Linked DNA regions of Gossypium hirsutum: regions 2 and 3 are each linked to region 1. A link is a contact called in public Hi-C data. All regions are on one chromosome and are shown on one strand. Each heading gives the region's core, a stretch centred on a gene start, on an enhancer-like site or on the middle of the called end of the contact. The rest is flanking DNA. Distances are from core to core; before and after follow the strand shown. Region 1 holds the start of LOC107952216. Region 2 holds the start of LOC107951968. Region 3 holds the start of LOC107951965 (calcium-dependent protein kinase 3).

Region 1 (3,420 bases), core at 193-2,692:
ACCTTACCCCAGTGTGGTGTTGGCTTGGATCCGTCTGCTAGGGCTTCCGGGCTACCTTTACAAGAGGCAAATCATCGAAGAAATTAGGGGTTTAATTGGTAAAGTAGTCAAATTAGATTTTTAAACTGACAAAAGTACTCAAGGAAGGTTTGCCCGATTGGCTGTGTTTGTCAATCTTGATCAACCTCTTATCTTTAAGGATTTGGTCGACGGGGACATCCAACGGGTAGAGTATGAATCTCTACCGACAGTTTGTTTCAACTGTGGACGATATGGGCACGTTAAAGAGTTATGTTCAGCGACAGGTGTTGGTGCGGTTTTGGAGAGGTCGGAGACTTTTTTGGAAGGAATGAAAGCCTCGCCGGAGATGGCTTCTGGTGTAAGGTCGGGGGTGGTGAAGATGGAAAGAACAATGATTTCGGACGATGGATGTTAGTTGAGAAAAGATCACAGAGGAGATCACGTAACTCTAGGGTAAAAGGGGATGATATTTTAGGCAAAGATCCGTTGGGATCTAGATTCACGCCTTTAGTTGAGGGAAATAATTTAGGCGGTGGTCTTAATGCATTCGTTGGGAGTTTTGTGAGTGGAAAAGGAAAGATGCAAGTTATTCTAGAAGGTAATTCTAAAGAGAATAGAGCTTTAGTCAAAAGGGTTTCGGGGGATTTAGAGGAAATGGACCATGGGCTGATGCGGGCTCCGTGGATGTGGTTAGGCCTGTTTTGGGCTCAGGGGTGAGTGGCCTGGACAATGCTAGAGCAGACCTGAGCAGGGGGAAAATCGGGTCCAAATCAATGGGGAAAAGGCCTATGGGATCTGGAAATTTTTTGCAAAAAGACAAGGATCAATGTTGTAATTTTACTAATTCTATTTCTCTTGTACCGTCTACAGGTTCTGGTAATCTAAAAATGAAAAAGGTGCAAGCTGGTAGGCTTTCAAATGGTTTGAGCGGTGGGCCAAGTGGGGATTAGGCTAGGCCGAATGATATTTTAATTTTTAATGGGCCTTTTTTGAATGGTTTTGATAATTCATTTTCTAATGGGCATGATAATGTCTTAAAAAATCAATTTGCAGTTAACACTTCTTCTAACGTTTTATTTGAGTAGGAAATGGGAAAGGAGCATTCGGGTCTTTCAGAGTTTAGGAAGGGCAACTTGGTTCTTAATAATCCTACGTTCGAAGGATCTAATGAATTGGTGGTGAATTTAGATACTAATTTTTTAGATCCTAAGCATCATTCGGCCTAAAATGCCTAAAAGTATCAAGAAAAATATTTTAATTGGTTCTAATAAATCTTTTTCTGTATCCAGAGGACGAGGTTTAGAGAATAAATGGTAACAATCGTGGGGGAGCTTCTTTTAATCGTTCTTTTAAAGACAAGGGTGGTAGATTAAAAAATGCTGGAATTTCCCGAATCCCATTATCAGATGCTATAAGTTCCATGGTTAATCTTGTAAATTCGCAAGGAGCGCCTAGACCGGATGGTATTGGAGGGAGCACTACAGGACAGACAGGTGGTCCTGATTCCACCTCTGCATAATTTGGCGGTAATTTTGTTTTTTCTTTAGTCATCTATGAATTTTACTATTTTTTGTTGGAATTGTCAAGGTTGTGCCAACTTGAAATTCCCTAGTATCTTTTGGGAGTATAATAGAGAGCATAAGCCTGATTTGGTTGGACTTTTAGAAACAAGGGTGAGTGGACCTAAAGCTGATTCTATAATTTCTAAGCTCGACTTTGAGTGTTCACATCGCATGGAGGCTGTGGGTTTCTCAGGTGGTATTTGGATTGGTTGGAAGGACTCTATTACTGTTGATATTTTGGGGAATCATCCCCAATTTATTCTTCTTCGAATTTTTGGGATGGTTTTTTGGCGACCAATTTTAGTTACTTTCGTATACGGTAGTCCTAATGGTCAAAAAAGGAAGCAGTTATGGGAGGTTCCTAAACATATTGTGCTAGTGGATGGGTCTCCATGGTTAGCGATTGGTGATTTCAACGCTATTCTAGCTTTGTGCGAAAAAAGAGGTGGTCGAGTTATCGGGAAAATATGTGGTCTCTTTAGTGAATTCATGGATTCCATGGGTTTGCAAGATCTGGGTTTTAATGGGCCTAATTTTACTTGGAATAGAGGGGGTGTTTTTGAGAGACTCGACAGAGCTATTTGTAATAAAGCTTAGAGTCTAAAGTTTCCTTCGTCCAAAGTTATTATCTCCAAAAGCTTAAATTAGACCATAGACCTCTAAAATATCTATTATGCTTGTTGATCAGTCTTCATCTACTAGACCTTTTCGGTTTTTAGCTGGTTGGGTGGAGCATCCGGGATTTTCTGCTTTTGCTAAGGAGAATTGGAAGTTTATGGGAGATATGTCACTAACTCATGCAACTTTCACTGATCGAGTGAAATTATGGAATAAGGAGGTTTATGGTTACATTATGCATCGGAAGTATCTTTTGAAGAAAAAGCTGGCTAATGTTCAAAAGGAGATTGATCGTAGGAGCTCAATTTTTTTGAATCAGGTTGAGCTAGAAATCTGAGAAGAGCTAGAGTTTGTTTTACATCATGAGGAGCTCCTTTAGCAGAAGAAGGCTAGGTGTGACTGGTTAGTTTTTGGTGATCGTAACACAAAGTTCTTTCATAGGCGAACTCTGCAAAGAAGAAAGCATAATCAGATTGTGGCTCTGAAGAATCAAGAAGGGGAATGGATTATGGATGAAGATGTTTTGAAACAAGAAGCAGTGAACTATTACAAAAATCTTTATGGGGAGCAACCTTTAAATATGGTAGTCTTGGTGATGGTGCTTTCCCGACTCTTGAGCAAGATGAGGTCCAGCTCCTTAGTAGGTCTGTGTCAGATGAGGAGATTAAAAGGGCTCTGTTTGATATGGTACCTTTAAAAGCTCCAAGTAGTGATGGTGTGCATGCAATTTTTTATCAGAGCCAATGGGATTTGGTGGGCCCTTCAGTTTGTGATTGGGTGAAAAGGATTTTCTCTGGTGAAAAGATTGATAGGGACCTCAATAATTCGCTTATTGTTCTTATTCCTAAAGTGCAGCATCCAGAGTGTTTCTCACAATTTCAGCCCATTAGTCTTTGTTCGGTACTATACAAGCTTGTGATGAAAGTTATTGCTAACAGGTTTAAAATATTCTTTCCAAAGATCATAGGACCTGAACAAGCATGGTTTGTTGCCGGAAGAAACATAAATGATAACATCATCATTGCCCAAGAAGTCATTCACTCAATAAAGAGTAAGCAAAAAAGTAAAAGGTGGATGGCTATTAAAATCGACCTTGAGAAGGCCTATGATCGCGTTCGTTGGGATTTCATCGACGCTTCTCTCCAGGCTGCAGGTATTCCTAACTTTCTTCGTAATGTTATTATGTCAGTTATTTTTGGTTCAACTATGCAGGTGCTTT
Region 2 (3,160 bases), core at 323-2,822, 540 kb before region 1:
ATAAATAAACTGCAACTAGACTTAAGATAAGCAAAGACTAAAACTTTGGAAAAACAAAATTAGCTTCTAATCAAGCTAACTTCAGCCCATTTATAAAAGGGGTTAGACCTCTAATGTCTAAAACATACTGTTAGTATTTAATAAAGTGAATAAATATGCTAACCAGGATGGAAATATAATCTTATTACTCCAGGAACAAAGTGAGAACAAACTTCATCAGCCAGCCAAAGCAAACAGTAGTCCTGTCAGAGGTAGGATCAACCCAAAGCATCAGGAGGGGAGCTAAACACAAGTTAGTTTGTGCAGGAAGGTGATAGATTTTCATTGAAATAATATATTTAAATGCAGGAGAACTGAAGAACAAATTTAAAGCTGGCTATAGACATGAATTGTTCTTCTTTTTAGGACATTTCAAGGAATGCAAAATATTAAAAAAACAATTAGATCCTTTCTTTTTTCTCTCCTTTATAAGCAGCCAAATACAGCATCAATAATGGGGGTTAGAAGCCAAGCTAATGAATCAAACATAACATTGAAATCATATAACATAACAGTAGTAAAAGTTTCATTATTGACATGGTAAGAAGGCCCCACATGATGAAAGATGATCACTGTCTTTAATACCATATTTGATCTACTTAAACTCCTTCAAGCTAAGTAGTTTTTCAATACCAACTCAACATGAAAAATATATTTATTTATATAATTTAGCAAAAAAAATTAAAAATGGACTTAAATTATGAAAAGATAACTACATGAGTTCCAATATTTATCCACAAATCCTACAAAAAGTATATATCAGTAACAAATCATAACTGAAGCAATCACTAAAAAAAAAAAAAAGAATATCAAGAACAACAATTTGAGTCAAGATCTATGAAACAGTTGAGGCTAGATTCCTGGTGATAAAATTAATCACCAAAAAGAAATGTTTTCATCTTAAGAGAAAAAAGAAGTAAGTCATTTTTATCGCAAATAATTTAAAACTAAACGGATTTCCCTGAGAAAAGTATATGAAAGGAATGATAATTAATAATAACACCGATTTCTTCCTCGATGATTCCCAATTTTTTTTCAAAAAATTAAACTAAACGTATTGGATTCAGCTCAATTGAGGTTTTCTAAGAATTCACGTCTCTTGGATCAAAACATAAAATAAAAAAGGAACTAACTTTTTCTAACTGAATTTTCATTACGGGTTTGAGTTTCTTGGCAACCAAACAGACCCAGATACTAACATGCATATGTGTGTATGTGTGTGTGGGTGTATAAGTCAGGAAAGGAAGACTCAGCTAGTCTGCAACTGGACGGGATTTTAAGAATATTAAGCATTTGTAAAGGGGAAAAAAAAAGGAGTTGTTGAAAGGAATAACAAGTTTCTTTTTTTTAAGAAAAAAAAAAGAGAGGAAAGAATTACCTTGAAATTGGATTGAAGGATTTGATCAGAGAAAAGGGCGTGTACGAATGGGGGGGATTTCTAGGGCTTTGGCGCGCGGCAACAGAGAGAGAGATGGAAATGAACGGCGAAAATACCAAGCGAGTGACACACAAGAGTGGCTAAAAAGGACGTGAAATGGTAGAATTTCATATGTTGTTGGCACGTGTCATGTATAGCTTCACGTGCTACTTTTAGGGTTTTAAAATGTTCAGATATTAATCTATATTTTATATTCTACTCACCTCTAAGGCAGTCCACAATATGTTTCGGTGTTTTAAAATTTTTTCATGTGAATAAATGAGGGTAGGTATTTGTAATTTTTAAAAATATTTAATTTGTTTTTAATATTTTTGAGTTATGATTTAATTATTTTTATTAATGTATTATTATTTTTATTGAGTATTGATACACAGTTCAATTAGTTATGGATTAGACGTGCTAAGAACAAAGTAGCACTGTAGGTAATTATAGTAATCCAGAAATACTGATAGTAGAACTCCCTTGTAGGAAATAAGAAAATAAAGAATGTTTCCCTTCCTTAGAAGAACCAATTTTTCTGTAAGTTTTGCTTCCAATAGATTTTAATAATTTGACCAAACCTCAAATAACACTGTTAATGAACAAGAAAAACATTATGAAAATGTTCCTCAAATATTTGATAATTGGACTCTCCCAAGAGTTCCAACAAACCAAGTTTATAAGAAAACAACTTCTAAAAATTTAAATATTTTTTATAGTTACGTTATAAAAATAAAAGAAAGGAGTTTACCTATTAAAAATAATATGAAACAATCAAATTATTAGATGCAATCATCATTAATAAACTCAAAGAACAAAAATATAAATATGTCTATTTTGGATTAGTCCAAGTTGGTGTCAAACCTCTTAATGTTGAAGCCACCAAAAATACCTCAATTTTAATTGTCTTTAAGAGACCAAAGACACATTATGTTTAATGACTCATTATTAGGAACTATAGAAATAAGCCTATGTATTGGCCCAATACATTTTAATTGTTACTCAAATTTTATGGTTTCTTTAACTGATAAAAATATTTTACAATCTTTGACCATTCAAATTCATACTCATAATTACAAAATGCTTCCTAGATTGAAGTACTAGCTTTGACCAATACATTTTAATGCTATGTATTCTATAGTCAATATCAAGGCTTTACTTCAAAGCTCAAAAGGAGAAACCCTTTCAATAGAAACATATACCTCTATATCTCATACCACAATCTCATTAACAATACAATGGCATGAAATCAACCTTCCTGATAGGTGGAAACTTAAAGGTGCTACTGACCCTGTGGCATCAACTCCAATTAGAAACACTTCACTAAGTGAAATTTCCTAACACCAAGATGACACAGTTGAATTGATGTTCAACAGGCCACAGAGAATGCCTCCAAGTCATTCCTTTGAAATAGGAAGTACTAGCACAGCTTTTAAGAGGTTAAATTTAGAAGAAGAATCAAATCCAAAAACACAAATGGCAGATTTTAGGATAGCTAGAGCCTCTGTCTCTTCTATCCCAACAACATTTAGAACCAATTTACAAGGAATAGATAATTCCTCAAATATAGCTCAACCTATTTATGCCAGACAGGAAGAAAGTCCCCAAAATTCACTTAATATGTCACCAACATACTCATCAATGACTAATAATGCAAGACAAGGAGAAAATTTAGAAATATTTGTTCAATAAGGAATGGTGTAG
Region 3 (3,389 bases), core at 375-2,874, 600 kb before region 1:
TCTTCCTCACGAGATCTTTGGCACTGCTGGAAATGGAAGGCCATGGATCAGACGAGAAATCAATATTTCCCCTAAGAATAGAATCAAAGATACTCTGCTCAGTTTCTGCATACAAAATCAAAAGCGGCATTGTCAGATGTCTCACTCATCCACCACCGAGCAGAGCTCATTAACAATCAGCTCTTAATTAATATATTATATATACAGTCAACTGCATATCATCGAAATTTAAAACTACAAAGTTCCCAACACCTATAAAAGGAATGTAGCTGTAGTACATTAAAATGAAGATTTTATAATTAAGTACCTCCATAGAATGGTGGTACCCCACTAAGAAGAACGTAAAGAATCACCCCAGCACTCCAAATATCAGCTTCAGGTCCATAGTGCCGGCGCAATACTTCTGGAGCAACATAATAAGCACTTCCAACAAGGTCCTTAAAAACATCTCCTGCATCAGTAGAGAAGCTTTCTAGTTGATACCCATCATTCGATAATAAGGTGAGGAACTACCTTACTCCTGTTAGATGAACTGTGGCTAAAACATGAGAATTCAACATATACTTTAAGTAGTAGCATTTTGTGCCTAGAAACATCGATCAATAAAGATCTTCGATATGAAGTTTCCATCATTTCAGTATTCCACAATACATAATGATTGACTATAGCTATAATTACTGTCCAGCACAATAAGTCTCTAGTCCTTATGCACCCTTACTCAATCGAGAGACCACAAAATAGCTCACCTGGCTTAAAAAACACAGAGAGCCCGAAATCAGTAGCTTTCAACGGAGAATCCTCATCCTTATTCAAGAATAAGAAATTCTCAGGCTTCAAATCCCTATGCATTACCCCCATGGAATGACAATTATGCAGCATCATCACTATCTGCCTACACAAGTTAGCTGCTTTCCTCTCTGAAAAATGACCTTTAGCTATAATCCGATTAAATAACTCCCCTCCAGCACACAGTTCCATAATCAAATTCACTGATTGGTGATCCTCATAGGCCCCTTTCAGCTCCACAATATTCCTTTCAAAACCCATTTACTAAGACCTTTTTTTTTTAAGTTACAAAATAAAAAATGAAAAGCTATAAAGTTTTTTATTAGGGGAAGAAACCTGTGGCCGGTGAGGTGGTACATAATTTGTACTTCACGGCGGACATCTTCGATATCTTCAAGGTTGATAAGCTTACGCTTGGGGATAGATTTACAAGCGAACTGCTGCTTGGTTTTTTTGTGAGTTACCAAGTAGGTAATACCAAACTGCCCACGGCCGAGCTCTCCGCTGAAGACGTAAGTTGAACGGACGTCTTCCATGGGACGGCCGAGGACACGACCGACGGCAGGTGAAGGATGGTGGTGGGTTGAAGATTGTTGAGGTCTTGGCGGTGGTGGGGCAGGTTGGACGTTGATGCCACCATCGAGGAGACCAACGCCGGAGTCGGATAGTGGTTGGAACTGGTTACCGGTGGACGGAAGACCATTGCAGTTACCCATAGTTTAAAAGAATAAATAACGGGAAACTCCGTTCCGTTTTCTAGGTCGAATGGGAGTCAAGGGAGCTGTTAAACGGAAGACAGAAGGGACGGGACGTGTTTCATTTGTTTATCCGAAACTGAAACTGTGCAATCTTTTTAGGAGAAATTGCAAAAATAATCACTTATGAATAACTTAAATTACATTTTGATGATCGATTTAGGATTTTATTATGGTTTACAGTTTCTCCCACATTTATTACATGACGTTCATTTAGGGTTTTATTATTTATTTATTTTTATATAGTTTGATGATATAGATTTAATGTAATAATTCAAGGCAATCCTATATAGTTTCTTAGCTTATAATCTTTTATTCTATCAGTAAAGGAGCTTAATTTGTATCTTCAATTTTAAAATTACTTTGGGTAAATTACACCAACAGTCACTTAACTTTGGGTAGCTAACAAAATAGTCACATAGGTTTCATTTGAATCATTCAACTTTGAAAAAATAACAAAATAGTCCTTTTAATCATTTTCCGTTATAGAGGTAACAAAAAAGTAACATTGCATTTCATTTAAATAGTCCTTTTTAACCCTAAACCCATTTAAGAGCCCTGGATAGTAGAAGAAGAAGAGAAAAAAAGAGGAATAAGAGAAGAAATGGAGAAAAAGAAGAAGAGGAGAAGAAAATGAGAAAATGGAAGGAGCTTTTGTACCAACGATTCCTAAGGGTCAAAATCTGAGAACTCAAAGAAGACTACACCTCCACGGCACCTATGCCTTCATAGCCAACGCTCTCTGCCGCACAAGTTGAGTGCATATGCTAATGCACATACATAGTTTATGTATTGATTCTTAAGTTCTTATCTTCCAATGATAGAATGGACTTGATACCAAGGTTGAAAAGTCTAGAAATCAGATGAAGGAAAGGAAAAACAGGGCTAGGAAAGTTAGAGGTGTAAAGAAGGTAATTAGGGTGTTTATTTTTTCAACTATTTTTTCTTGACTTTATTTTTTATATTATTTGTGACTTTGCCCACATTGCAGAAGAAGGATGGAGAGGCTGCCAAGAAGAGGTGAGATCCTCATTGATATGAACTAAGTTTCATGCAGCAATACAATCAAGCCCCTACTTATTTACCTTCATTTATATTGTTTGCCATTGAACTTCAAATGTGTAATGCCGAGTTCATTCTTCTTTTGAATATCTATTTGGATTTTTGTATTATGGACCTATTTTATTTGCTGTTATCGAGATTTTAACTTGGAATGAATTTTTGGGGCTGGAAATTGAAATCTGAATCAGTACCATGTTATGTCACCTAATGCTTTGAAATTTGCATTTACCAATTATTGGTCATTTCTTTTTCTTTGAATCCAATAGTCTATTCATGTTTGATTGGAACCACTGGCTTCCATGGTGCTTGAGTGCTTGGTTTTTCAGGGATGCGGGTGGCTTGGGGTTGTTCAATAGTTGTTGTTGTTGTGGCTCCTGATTTGTAGCCATTGTTCTGTTATGGGTTTGACCCTTTGGCTTTTGTCAAGCAACAAACCATTTGGATTGAAAGAAAAAGACCCGAATTTAGGAGATGATAAAAGACAAGGTTGAGGGAGAAAGAATATGAAGAGAAAGGAGAGCAGAACAAAGAAAAAGAAAAGAAGCATAAAGAGAAATAGGTTGAGGGAGAAGAAGATGAAGAGAAAGATGAAAAGAAAAAGAAGAAAGACACAGAGAGGGATGAATAATCTTTTCTTTTCTTTTTGACCCTTTGACTACTCATCCAATGTGGCAAGTTAACTAGCCACATTAGCTAGTTAACTGGCCACGTCAGCTATCCCGTTAAGCCTGTGATGGAAAATGTTAATGGGTGACTGATTTGTCACTTTTTAATAATGTTAGTGAC

Evidence for each region. Hi-C and Micro-C count contacts between places; a contact is called where the count stands out from the background.
Region 2: a contact with region 1 is called in a Hi-C map of leaf, with 2.9 times the contacts expected there. The contact joins the promoter of LOC107951968 here to the promoter of LOC107952216 in region 1. A contact is called at or near these places in 14 of 34 Hi-C or Micro-C datasets (anther, callus, fibers and 4 more).
Region 3: a Hi-C map of leaf shows a contact between it and region 1, with 2.9 times the contacts expected there. The contact joins the promoter of LOC107951965 here to the promoter of LOC107952216 in region 1. A contact is called at or near these places in 5 of 34 Hi-C or Micro-C datasets (callus, hypocotyl and leaf).

The regions. Positions count from the first base shown.
Region 1 is chrA02:48,476,630-48,480,049 of Gossypium_hirsutum_v2.1, reverse strand. It overlaps LOC107952216, which reads left to right and starts at 1,442. Exons shown (of 2, transcript XM_016887490.1): 1 at 1,442-1,514; 2 at 1,609-2,180. The coding sequence starts at 1,442. The coding sequence ends at 2,180. LOC107951162 (a long non-coding RNA gene) reads right to left here and starts at 1,267. Exons shown (of 2, transcript XR_001698343.2): 1 at 186-1,267; 2 at 1-55.
Region 2 is chrA02:49,018,775-49,021,934 of Gossypium_hirsutum_v2.1, reverse strand. LOC107951968 reads right to left here and starts at 1,572. Exons shown (of 4, transcript XM_041084758.1): 1 at 1,418-1,572; 2 at 164-242.
Region 3 is chrA02:49,081,084-49,084,472 of Gossypium_hirsutum_v2.1, reverse strand. LOC107951965 (calcium-dependent protein kinase 3) reads right to left here and starts at 1,624. Exons shown (of 9, transcript XM_016887162.2): 1 at 1,123-1,624; 2 at 747-1,033; 3 at 308-451; 4 at 1-105. The coding sequence starts at 1,502.